Regions from separate parts of the Sus scrofa genome. Here region 2 is linked to region 1. Evidence: chromatin contacts called from public HiChIP or PLAC-seq data. All regions are on one chromosome and are shown on one strand. Each heading gives the region's core, a stretch centred on a gene start, on an enhancer-like site or on the middle of the called end of the contact. The rest is flanking DNA. Distances are from core to core; before and after follow the strand shown.

Region 1 (6,440 bases), core at 2,684-5,183:
TGGGCCTAAAGGACAGAGCATTTAGCCACAGCATCATTCTAAAGCATTAAAGTCTAATGAGATTTGCCCTTCTAGGTTTTGGACTTATTTGAAACTCATGATCTCTTGTTTTCTTTTTTGTGATAAAAATGTCTATCTTATAACTTGTCTGGTTTTACAGGTTCACAGATAGAGAAGTTTTATATATACCTTATTTAGATACTTAAGATGAGATTTTGAACTTAAAAGTTAGTTGATGCTGGAATGGGTTAGGATTTGGGGGTTCCTGGGATGGGGTGAATTTATTTTGTCTGAGAAGGACATGAATTTTCAGAGTCAGAAGACAGATTTTATGGGATGAACTGTACCCACTTCAAATTCCTACACTGAAGTCCTAATCCCCAGTACCCCAGAATGTGATTGCCACAGACTGAATTGTGTCCTCCCCGTTCTGCCATCGATTCACACGTTGAAGTCCTAATCTCCATGTGACGGTATTTGTAGATGGGGCCTTTTGGAGATACTAGGTTTAGGTGAGGTCATGAGGATGGGGCCCTCATGATAGGATGAATGCCCTTTTGAGAAGAGACAGCAAAGGTTCTCTGCACTGAATTTTTAGGTTGAAGCAGAGAAACAAGTAGCAGGAAAGAAGCCATCTTCAAACCAGGAAGAGCCCTCAGCATAACCTGACAGTGTGCACCCTGATTTCAGACATCCAGTCTTTAGACCTGTGAGAAATTAAATATCTGTGTTTAAGCCACCCAGTCTATGGTGTTCTGTTATGGCAGCCCTAGCAGAGTAATGCAGTAACCTTATTTGGGAACAGGATCATGGCTGGTGTAAAGAGGTGAGTTAGGATGAGGTCATTAGGGTGGGCCCTAGTGCAGTATCACTGGTGTCCTTACAAAAAACGGAACTTTGGACACTGAGATAGACATACACAGAGGTAAGATGATGCGAAGAGATGAGGGCGGATGATGGCTTCTGCAAGACAAGGAATGGGGCCTGGACTAGACCTCTCCTCTAGTCCTCAGAAGGAACCAACCCCGCAAACACCCTGGCTGCAGATGTCCAGCCTCCAGAGCTCTGAGACAACAGATTCCTGTTGTTTCAGCTACTCAGTTTTATTGCATTCCTAGGAAACTAATAAAATACCCCTGAAAAACGCTGGGTAGCCTGATTTCCTATGGGGAAATACAGAACCTGTGAGACTCATACACATGCGGGAAAAGCCAGGCACATGTTGTTATGCTAAAAAGTCATCCTCTAAGTTGACATTCTCCATTTTAATAAATTAAGAGTAATTTGGGGGGACAAAAATTTGCCGTGCCTATCATGACCAAAAGTCATGAACATACTAGCCATTATTTTCTGCTATAGATATTTGAAGATTTGGGTATTTACTGTTTATGCAAAACACTGTAATTTCTTTTTACTTGACTGTATTAAATTTAAGTTGGAACTAACACTTGTATGGGACTTGGTATTTCAGAAGAATATTCAATATGCTATTTTAAAATAATGCCAGATGTCCACATTAATTTAGACATTGGCTGATACAATGTATACTTTTATGACAAGCCATGTAAAAATGAATATCTTAGAAGACTTAAAAATAATATTATTAAGACCTTTTTGAGTTTATGATATTAAAAGCACTGATTTTATTTTCAGCATTAAGCTATTGAGATCCAAGTATTTGGTTTTCAGTTAGAAAATAAAGTACTTTAAAGACCATGGTAGAAACTAAAGTCAAAGCTTTTAGTACAATCTCCATAGCAACATGGAAAGGAGCAGAGCCTGGTGGACCAAATGAAAGCCACCAATTCTCAATTTCAGACCTTAGCATTAAATTGCCACAGAAAGCCATGTTTATATCTTGGTATTTCATTTTTCCTATAAACAGGCACTTCTGGCTTTGCTCAACAAAATGGCATTGCCTAAGTCCCATGTATTTGATACACTCATTTTACTAATGCTATTATATTTATGTTCTAAAACAATATAAGATAGTCACACTGAATTTTTAGGTTGAAGCAGAGAAACAAGTAGCAGTAAATGGAATATGCAAATACTTACTGAACAAGTTTCCCAAATTTCATATGAAGATTACACAAACATGGCTTCATCTGAAGGATCTACTTTATTTCCACAATTACCATGATAAAAAAGTTTACCTTTTCAAATAGGTATTTATTTATCAGCTACTAAGACAGCATCCTTACCATACTGAATTGTTTTCATTTTCATATTTTCAGTAAGAAAATGTCTTCTATAGGAAGGTGTGCAACAATGAAGAAGGATTTTGCTATAGATTAATGAATTAGTTAAGATTTTCTTATCATCTGTCTTATTAATATGAAGATCACTTGCTAAAGACACATACATGAAATAAATTTTTAAGTCTGAGCTACAAAAATAGATAGGGTTAACATTTACTTAATATTCATTACACACCAGGCACCATTCTGGGCTCTGTACATGAATGATCTCATTTATGAATGATACCCTCACAATGACTTTTTAAATAGATATTACTACGCTTCTTTTATTGATGAAAAGATAAAGCTCAGAGAAGTTAAGTAATTTGCTTAAGGTCTCCCAGGGGAGGAGTCAGAATCAGGGCCTGTGCACCTGACCGCTATTCTCTGTGGCTTCTCACATATATGCGTATTTGTTAATTTTATCCATGGAGTAACATAATGAAACTCTGACTCAGTCCTTTCAACTCTAATTTAAACAAAACTTGCTAAATTTGGTGATTTGATCACCTATGATCATAAGTAGCAAATCAGAAAGGGTTGGAGGAGGGCTTCTATAGGCAGTCAAAGTAAAGCAGGAAACATTAAAAATATAGAAAGTTGAAACAGAAACTGAAGTTTATAGCAAAAGAGGATTATTCAGGGTAAGAAAAAGATAAATGCAGTTTTGGGAAGGAGTGGGCAGAAAGATGGAAAAGGTAACTACCATGTGCAGAATACCCATTATGTGCCAGGTGTTTGCCTTCATCCTCAGACGGCCCTGCCCAGCAGGCTGTTCTAGCCCCATTTTGAGGCTCAGAGAGGTTCAGCACCCTGCCCACGCTCGCTCTCATTCTACAAAAATGATTACAAAGGAAACACTTCTTGGCCTGAATAGGGGTAACAAGTTATCTGGGAAATGTACTAGCCCAAAATACCACATTTGATGGATAAGTGAGGTATCATAGTACCTTTTTTTTTTTTTAAAACTTTGAAACACGCAAACTTAGAAGATCCTAAATTTAGAAAATCTATAAGCTGAGGTTGTGCTAATGGGGGATTTTTCATTTCATGTCCTATTTTCTTTCTTTCTTTTCTTTTTTTTTGGTCATGGAATGCAGTGACTTGATGTGGAATCTCAGTGCCCAGACCAGGGATTGAACCTAGGCCGCAGCAGTGAAAGCCCTGAGTACTAACCACTAGACCACCAGGGAACATCCCTTCATGTCCTATTTTTAATTGTCTGGTATTCTTTTTTTAAACTACCAGTGTGGGGTTTTTTACTTAGCTAACATTCTTAGCAAATTCAAGGCACTGTGCCAAGAAATAGAGTGGCAAGAGATTGCCATTTGGAAGGGTTAGCAATTCAAAACAGAAATACACACACATACAATGTTCAGCCACACACTTTCAGTTAGCAATGTGAATTAAATAGAAGGGCCGGGCTGGACCCATTACATAACCAATATTTTGTTCTTACATTGCTTATTGCCTAAAGACTATTGTGAATAGAAGAACAGCAGGAAAACAATCCTACAAAGAATGAGCTACTCTAAATACAATAAAACTGTTCTGTAAAAGACCAAAACTGTAATAAAGGGAAATCCAGTTTTCTTGTGATGTTGAAATGTGCATTCGTTTCATTTAGCTCTGTTGCAGGAAGCACTCTATGCCCATTTAAGGCTGCTGACTAAACCACACTTCTATGCACATCCTCCGTCACTCCCCATGACCCCACCCCCATGCCCCGCTGTAAGCCCTGGTGCCCACTTAGGTGTGATTACCCCTGGTGCAGCCCTGCCATTGGTGTCTCTCTCAGGGGAAAGAGCTTGGGGTAGACGATCGTAAACATGGGCTCACTACACCGGTGACAGTGCCCGAGGGGGCACTGCAGCAGCTCCAGGAGACTTCTGGGTAATGAGACTGGAGACAGAAAGTTCAAATCTGGAACACAACAGAAAATCATACACAAATGAAAAATGAGATTTCCTTAAACAAGGCTTCTTAAGATATTTCTCTTCGTTAGTAAGTTCAATTAGTTAAAAGCCCTGCATATTGGGAGTTCCCACTGTGGCACTGTGGGTTAAGAATTCGACTGCAGCAACTTGGGTCCCTACAGAGGTGTGGGCTCAATCCCGGGCCCAGTTCAGGGGGTTAAAGGATTCAGTGTTGCCACAGTTGTGGCATAGGTCACATCTGGGGCTCAGATTCAATCCCTGGCCTGGCAACTTCCACATGTTGCCTGTGCAGCCATTTAAAAAAAGAACTGCATGTTGAAAAATCTGTTATCTGACAGGTACTGAATAAAAACATAATATAATTTGGAAATGAAAGATATTTTTTACATTTTTGATACTAAGAGAAAACCTAAATCTACTCTTTCAAGAGCAACTAGAAGCTGTTCTGTGGTGGAGGCAAGGAAAGAATAAAGTCAAATATTTTTTAAGAATAAAGGCATTAAGTTTACCCAGAAAGGGTCTGTAAACTTCTATAAGAGACAGAGAACTAAAAAAAAGGACTAGGACAGAAGATTAAAACTAAGTTTTATTAAGTTCTTCCTCAATCTATTGGGCATTTAGAATCTATTGAGCTAAATTATATTTAATGAAAAGAATAAAAGAGGAAACAAAGAAATCAAAGAAAATGAAAAATAATAAAACCAAGCTTTTCCTTGCCTCACTCCCAGGAGATGTCATTAATAAAAACAGGGTGCCTCCTTCCCAATTTAGTCTGAGCTACACAGAAGAAACGTTTAAAGTAAAAAACCCAGGCAATCCTGAGTGCAAATTTACACAGGGTTGCTATTGATAGTAAACATTCAGGAGAGACAGAAATAGTCAGGGGAGTTCCCGTCGTGGCGCAGTGGTTAACGAATTTGACTAGGAATCATGAGATTGCGGGTTTGATCCCTGGCTTTGCTCAGTGGGTTAAGGATCCGGCGTTGCCATGAGCTGTGGTGGAGGTGGCAGATGTGGCTCGGATCCCGCATTGCTGTGGCTGTGGCGTAGGCCGGTGGCTACAGCTCCGATTCGACCCCTAGCCTGGGAACCTTCATATGCCGTGGCAGCGGCCCAAGAAATGGCAAAAAGACCAAAAGAAAAAAAAAAAGAAAAAGAAAAAGAAATAGTCAGAATGAGGTGAAATCCCAAAATACTGAATCATCTTCAAGAAGGAAATACAAATTACCTTATCATCTTCTATATCTGTTCAGACATCAATAGCCATTTTGAAAAATGTAATTTACTCATAGGTAAATGACTTCAGTTTTCTGTTTAGTTTTAAAAAACAACTTAATACGTATGAGACTTTCCTGGAAGTCGCTATTAAATGTTTTTGTACGGACCCCCTTTATTTTAAAAAGCAAAGATAACACATTTAGCAGGGTTTTTTTTTTTTTTTTTCTTTTTTTTCTTTTTAGGGCCACACCTTCAGCATGTGGATGTTTCCAGGCTAGGAGCTGAATCAGAGCTACAGCTGCTGGCCTACGCCATAGCAATGTGGGATCTGAGCCACATCTGCAACCTACACCACAGCCCACAGCAATGCCACATCCTTAACCCACTAAGTGGGGCCAGGGACTGAACCCCCAAGCTCTTGGATACAAGTTGGGTTCATTACCATTGAGCCAAGATGAGAACTCCTCATTTAGCAGTTTTAAAATCACATGAAATAAATTTTCTTATTAATTTGCCTAGTGCACTCTTAATGCTTTAAGATATTCACTCTACAACACCTATGACATATACACAATGCCAAATCTTTTCTAAACCAAGAGTTGGCATGTGTGGCAACACTGCCAAAGGTTCCCGAAATTAATTTCCCTTTAGGTATATAACTTTCTCAGATGTGAGGAGACTACAAGCCCTACCCTGTTGGAAGAAGACTCCAACTCTACTTGAAGGATAAGGTCTTTGAATATTTTTTCACACTGAAGAAAGTGCCTTTGCCAGCCTTCTCACTTCCACCAAACCAATATTCCCCAACACCAATTTCTTTCAATGAAACCACACAGTTTAACTTTTAACCTCTGTTCTTTGTGACCGAAGACCAGATTAAGTGAATGCTTTTCTGGGTCTACAAGGGGTGCTGAAGGGATCAGTAATGATAAAATACAAAAACTTTTCTCTTATTAAAAAAAAATCCCACTGCACAACAATGTGAATATACTAAATATCACTAAACTGAATACTTAAAAATGGTAAATTTTATGTTACATACATT
Region 2 (6,440 bases), core at 2,709-5,208, 120 kb before region 1:
CCCTTCAGTGTTCACAGCAGCACTATCTACAACAGCAAAGACACAGAAACAACCTAAATGTCCATCAACAGAGGTGTAGATAAAGAAGATGTGGTACGTATATAAAATGGAATGTTACTCAGCCATAGAAACTGAAATAATGCCATTTGCAGCAACATGGATGGACCTAGAGATTATCACACTAAGTGAAGAAAGTCAGAGGAAGATGTATCTTATACGGTATCACTTATATGTGGAATTTAAAAACGGGTACAAATGAACTTATTTACAAAACAGATGCATAGACTTTGAAAACAAACTTATGGTTACCAAAGGGCAAAGTAGGGGAAGGGATAAATTAGAAGTTTGGAGTTAAAATACATACTATTATAAAAAAAATAGATAATCAACAAGGACCTACTGTATAGTACAGAGAACTTCACTCAATATTCTATAATAACCTATATGGGAAAAAAGAATCTGAAAAAGAATGAATATATGTATAGTGTAACTGAATCACCTTGCTGTACACCTGAAACTAACACAATGTTATAAATTATCAGTATTACAATAAATTCCTAAAAATGCAAAAAAAAAAAAAAAAAACCCAAAACAAAAATAGCTGTTAACATGAGGTTGTTAGTTGTTGGTTTTGAGGGACAGGAAGACCCACTTAGAAGTCAAAATGGACAGTAAGTCAATCCACAGCATCTTCACGCCTTAGCCTCCCTTAACAATTCCTTCATCTCAAAGGTATTATAATATGACCATAGAAAAGGTATGTACAGTAATTTAGAAGCACTAGCTCTTGGAATTGCCATTGTGGCTCAGTGGCTTAAGAACCCGACTAGTAACCATGAGGATCCCTGGCCTTGCTGAGTGGGTTAAAGATCCGGCGTTGCCATGGCTGTGGTGTAGATCACAGATGAGGCTTGGATCCTGCGCTGCTGTGGCTGTGGTACAGGTCTGCAGCTACGGCTCTGATTTGACCCCTGGCTTGGGAACCTCCATATGCCGCAGGCGACGCCCTGAAAAGAAAAAAAACAACAAAGAAGCATAATTCTTGTCCTCAGTAATCCTGTGATACAAATCCTAAGGGAAGGGGATATGTGAGGAATTGATCTCTTCACTGAATTTCATCTAGACTGAAGAGAGTCTGAGAATTTGAGAATAAAAAGGAAAATCATTGTGTCCTTATAGTAAAGGCAGAGAAAGAAAAACTCAGAGAAATCCGGGTCCTTGATGCTTATTCTAAATCACAGCACTCAGATACAAAATATCCCACTCGGATAGAAAGATCCCCATGTGGCTGCTGTTCAAGACGGTGGCTCCTACAATTCCATTTTCATAGGTTTTGAAAGAGTTCAGGACTCCACTGGCGGATGGGTAACCAAGCAGTGTTGTTGTGCCTAGGGCAAGTTCCAACTACCCCTCCAATTTGCCCCCCTAATTTGCCAAACCATGGGAAAACAAACCTGCAATTAGAGTTGTATTTTTAAATCGTCTAGGTTTTATGTGGTACTCTCCCCATCCCCCCCACCCCAAACTCAGTCTCGCCAAAATGCTGTTATTTTCACAGAGGAAATACAAAGAGTGGGTTTAAAATTACAAGTCACAGACTAAGTCAGAAAAAGGAAGTGGGTTCTCTGGGGCAGCCTCTGGGCTGGACTCTATGCAGTTGTCCCAACCTCAGGACGCCACAAGGTCCAGCACCTGGGACAGCCACGGCCTGCCCCTAAATAGGAAGGAACACTCCGGCTTCCAGGTTTCCTGCGCAGATTCATGGTCCCTTATTGACCCCTAGACACATGCATGTGTGCTCCGTGCTTTTGGTTGAGGCTCATGAGGGGGAAGCTTGGTTCCTGATTCCACATCGCTTACATGTCAGAAATGTTCCCCTTGCCTCTTTTGGTGAAATGAACACGGCCCATTCCCCACTGAAGATCGGGACATTTTATCTGTTCTAGAAATGACAGGAGACAGGTCCCTCTGGGACTCACGCGCCTCTGCTGGGATTTTCACACCATTCGCCATGTGAACACGAAGCAACAGCTGGGTTGAAGAGGGCTGACAAAAATAGCACCTCGCGATGCCAGCAAGCTGTGTGGAACAGAGGGGGGACCGACTATTGAATGCCGGATGGCTCCTTACCTTTTCTGAGTCCAGGGCTGTGTTTCTTGGAGTGCCCACTTTTTCAGGAAGAGCGAAGCCATTTTAGTTTCCAGCTCAGGGTTGGGGGGAGAACGTGGGGGGGGGGGGAGGGGGAGGGCTCTCACTCTTCTCTGCTCTCCTCTCAGGGGCAGCTGGCACCCCTGATTGTTAACTAGTAGATCACATCACCTGCCGGTGGAACCCTTGAACGATTGAGTTCCACCCTGGGAACTTGGTTTTCAGGGTTGCTGTGTGCTGCTGCAGAGATTTTTGCTGTTACCCCATCTTTCCACTCATTAATGTGTAGCTTGCAGTCGAACATTCTGACATAACATAGCTGGGATTTTTGGCAGCAACATTAACCATATTCAAGAGTTTCCTTCAGACAACATTAAATTTTTCATATCCTTATGAATGCTTGCCACCTCCTTTTAATAACTTGAAAAAACAAGCTTCTCTCAGGAACTTCATTGTTCCACTACTTTCCTAGGACACTTTTACTCCTTTTAGACGTATGTTAGATGTGTGTGTATTTATAGAGTCGGGGTGAACCTAGGTGGGTTAGAATTCGACATCTAACTTATAAAAAGTCAGTAACATGAATGGATCTTAGAGAAATGTTATTAGAAGTGTCGTATTTTTTATAAGACCTTATTTTTCTTCTTCTACACTATTTGGTCATTTTACCACAAAATTACATTTTGTAAAAAGAAGGGTATATTCAGTAACTCTCACCACGTGGTTTGAAAATAGCCTTTTACAAAAATGTGTAGAAAATTTACAAAGGGGAGGTGGTAAAGTGAGGGTTTCCTTCCCTTTCTCCGTAGTGAAAAATTTAAGACTTACTATTTACAGTTATCTTAGGGGAACTTTTTTAAAATGGAAAATGAATTGGTTTAAATTTCTAGCTGCTTAGACAACTGGAAAGTTTTGAAACCCATTCTTATTAAGATGCAAAGAAGTGCCAAATGCAATGCAAAGCCCAAATGAATTCATAATTTTAAGTGCCCACACAAATGGGAAGTTCTTGGATGGCAAGTGCTTTAGAAAGTTCTCTAATTCTCTAATTCAAATGTGGTGATTGTTTGCAGGCTAAAAGACAGCAGCACAGTTACTGTTTCCCAAAACTTGAAAAAGCATTTCGTAACTGAGCACAATGTGGTTAACTGAGATTGTAACACAAGTTATGATATTATTGAACCCAACATGCTCCACCTCAATTTGCAAATTTGGATCAGGCTCTATTTCTGTATTCCTGATCTGCCCCTCAGTCCTAATGCTCATAGGGTGAGCTCGCCCAGGGCAGTAATAGTAGCAGTACAGAGGCGTCCTTCGTCCTGAATTCACAACAGCAAATTTTCGAATCGTCTATTTCACAGACAAGGAAATTGAGGTTCAGAGAAGTTAGGGAATTTGTTTGAGCTGGTGTAAGTGCATGGACGTTGAAACCCTGGGTCACTGCCTCCAGAGTGGATATTGTAGCCATTCATACGAGTGCGTGTTTGCTACCTAAACCATTAGAGTTTATATCATGTCCTTGCTGATGTCTCCTATCTGTGTGTGAGTTAAATCATGGTGATTTTTATTGACTTCTTCCCCCCAAACTTGTGTAACATCAAACAGAAAATGAAAAATCACAGATGGGATTCTGGAATATAATTGCTCCAACAAATGATTTTATAAATGTATCAGGCCCAACTTGCTTGGTTGGCCAGATGCTAAAATTGAATCGCAGAAGTTGGGCAGCTTCTGAGGAAATGGGGCTGCTTCCTGTGTGCATTTGTCAAGCCTGCTGTGGCTTGTCGCTCCCGCCCCCCACATCAGGCCAGAGTGTGTACTTTGGCAGACAGTCAGTGTCCAGTGCAGCTGGCAGCCCAACGGTGCAGAGCTGGGGAATGCTCACAGAGCTCCAAGAGTAGGGGCCTAGAGGCACCCTTATTTCCCAGTGGTAAAAAATACAGTGGGAAATGTGAGCCAGTAAGCCAAAAGTACTTAGAAGTCAGAGGCCTGGGTGAATAAATGCATGTCGTGAGAAGGAAGAGAATTAGGGGAGGTACGAGGGGGTAAGATTTCAGAGGGACCATGAGATCTAGAGAGACGTGTGAAAAGAGAGAGGAAGAAAACCATGTCTGTGCTGGGAAGGGCCAGGGCAAATTAACTGGCATGGAGAAACCACTGCCTCAGTGTCCTCAAATATTCGGGAACCCTCTGCTACACCTCTTATTTCAGTCAGGCCACTCTTGCTTGAGGGCACAGAGAGAACTTTCAATGAATAATTTTTAGTGAAATATACTGCACCTAGCAGCCAAACTGTGGGGAGGGCAGGTGGGGATCCCCTATGGAGGCAAATAGAGCCAAGACCCAGATGAGAGCCCATCACTCTCCACTGCAACCCCTCTCGTCTTGTGAGTGCACTTCATGGTCTCAGACCATTTCCCTGTGAGGCAGAAGATATGGGGCCTGGGCTTTGGGCTCTTTTTCCATCTAGCTTCCACACCAAAGGAGAAAAGCCCTCTCCATCCCCTCACTCCTCCCCATTCTCTCCTCCTCCAGCCCTCCTGTTTGAAATGTCCTGGGAGGGTTAGGGCACCTGCCACCCCTGGGCCCCCTCTACAGCCTCAGCAGGTAAGGCACTACAATTGGCCCAGCTTTGGCCATGTGCCCATCTATGGGGGAGGAGGGGCAAAGCCTTTTATCCAGTGCTGGGCAGGCAGTAACAGTATAGGTCTGCTGTACTGTCCACCTTTTCGTCATGTTCTGGCAATGGTTTCATCCATCAAAACTCAGCCAATATTGAATTGCTTTGTTGTATATCTGAAACGAATATAAAACTGTAAATCAATGTTACTTCAATAGTAAAAAATAATATTTTTAAAGTCAAAAAAAACCAAAAAAACCACAGGCGAGAGCATCCAGGGTGTCCTTACTGGGGGGTCATAGCAGGATCTCAGTGGGTGGAGAGAGTTTGCATAAAGTATATTAAATTACGTCATTCATTTGATGTGCTTTGAATCCCAGTGTTTAATTTCATTTGAAATTTCAAATAATTTTCAAGAAGGGCACCCGTTTATCAAAAACGGGCCATGGATTAAAAACTATTTGAGAACCAGCATTGTAAGGGGGAGCGTCTCCAGCTATCTCACCAGCAGCAGAGTCCATTCCTCTTTGGGTGGAGGCTGACTTGGTCTCTTTAGTTCTCTATGGGATGAATGGAGGAGATGCCCACTGCATTCAGAGGGGGCGGAGGAGAGGGAAGGAACTGCCATGTAGGTTGTGTCTACTATGTATCGGGCACGGGGTGAGCGCTTTCCCAAAGTGGCCCCACTTCCTCCTCTGGCCTCCCAGTGAGGGGTGGCCTCTCTGACTATTTGTCATAGATGCACCTGCCATATGATGAGCATCTTGGCAACGTGCTTTCAAGGTGCCTCCAATTTGCTGCATGGGTCATACTCCGTCATGTCTGCATCACAGTGCAGAAAAGATTGATGAGACGTGTTGGCAAAGCTGAATATGATAAAGACAAGCCTTTCTTTTTCTGAGGTGGGGGGGAGGTCTTTCTAGGGCTGCACTCACAGCATATGGAGATTCCCAGGCTAGAGGTCTAATCAGAGCTGTAGCCACTGGCCTACACCAGAGCCACAGCAATGGAGGGTCCAAGCTGAATCTTCGACCTACACCACAGCTCAGGGCAACGCCGGATCCTTAACCCACTGAGCGAGGCCAGGGATCGAACCTGCTTCCTCATGGATGCTAGTTGGGTTCCTTTCTGATCTGAAACAGCATTAGGTTACAGAGAATTCTTTCAGTCCTGGATCCACTAGGGAAAAATGGTCAGGCTGCAGCCCTGAAAGCCACCACCCTGGTTCCATGCTCTGTCCAGAGCTGGTCTCAGCAGAAAGCAAGTAGGGGCAAGCATAGGGCTGGGCCATGTCCCTGGCCATGTCACCCTCACTGCCCGTGGTGGTGATGATGTGATGATGCTGACCTTCGGCGGGGGGAGGGGGGGTGGTTAGTGATGGAGGGAGTTTCTGGCACAGCTCCTGGCACACAGGATGTGAGGAATGCAGGCAGCTAGTGTCACAAAGGGAAGTATAAACATCTGCCAACTTGTTTTTTTTGTGTTTATTTATTTATTTATGCCCTTCACTTGGAGGCCCAGCTTTGCTCAGCTTTCTGGATGTCGGCCAAGCTAAATTAACACTCTTTATCTTCTGGCCCCTGCAGCTGGCAGCCTCGCGGCAAGTCTTTAAGGCAATCGCTTTAGGCTGCGTCCCAGACCATCCCAGGCTGTTTGTCCTCTGCCAGGAGCC

What was found. HiChIP or PLAC-seq counts read pairs in DNA pulled down with a chosen protein or histone mark.
Region 2: an H3K27ac HiChIP or PLAC-seq map of alveolar macrophages shows a contact between it and region 1. The contact joins two enhancer-like sites. A contact is called at or near these places in 3 of 47 Hi-C or Micro-C datasets (fetal heart ventricle, heart right ventricle and retroperitoneal adipose tissue) and 1 of 2 datasets of contacts at active chromatin or transcription factors (alveolar macrophages).

What each region holds. Positions count from the first base shown.
Region 1 is chr1:138,164,419-138,170,858 of Sscrofa11.1, reverse strand. It overlaps LRRC28 (leucine-rich repeat-containing protein 28), which reads right to left. Exons shown (of 10, transcript XM_001925096.7): 9 at 4,004-4,163. Among named protein-coding and RNA genes, the nearest start is that of LRRC28, 170 kb to the right of the region's middle. Within about 2 kb of position 3,933, at least 7 of the 83 cell types and tissues checked have an H3K27ac peak or open chromatin away from gene starts, as enhancers often do. A contact at or near this core is called in alveolar macrophages, where this site is marked.
Region 2 is chr1:138,281,984-138,288,423 of Sscrofa11.1, reverse strand. No RefSeq gene overlaps it. Among named protein-coding and RNA genes, the nearest start is that of MEF2A, 110 kb to the left of the region's middle. Within about 2 kb of position 3,958, at least 25 of the 83 cell types and tissues checked have an H3K27ac peak or open chromatin away from gene starts, as enhancers often do. A contact at or near this core is called in alveolar macrophages, where this site is marked.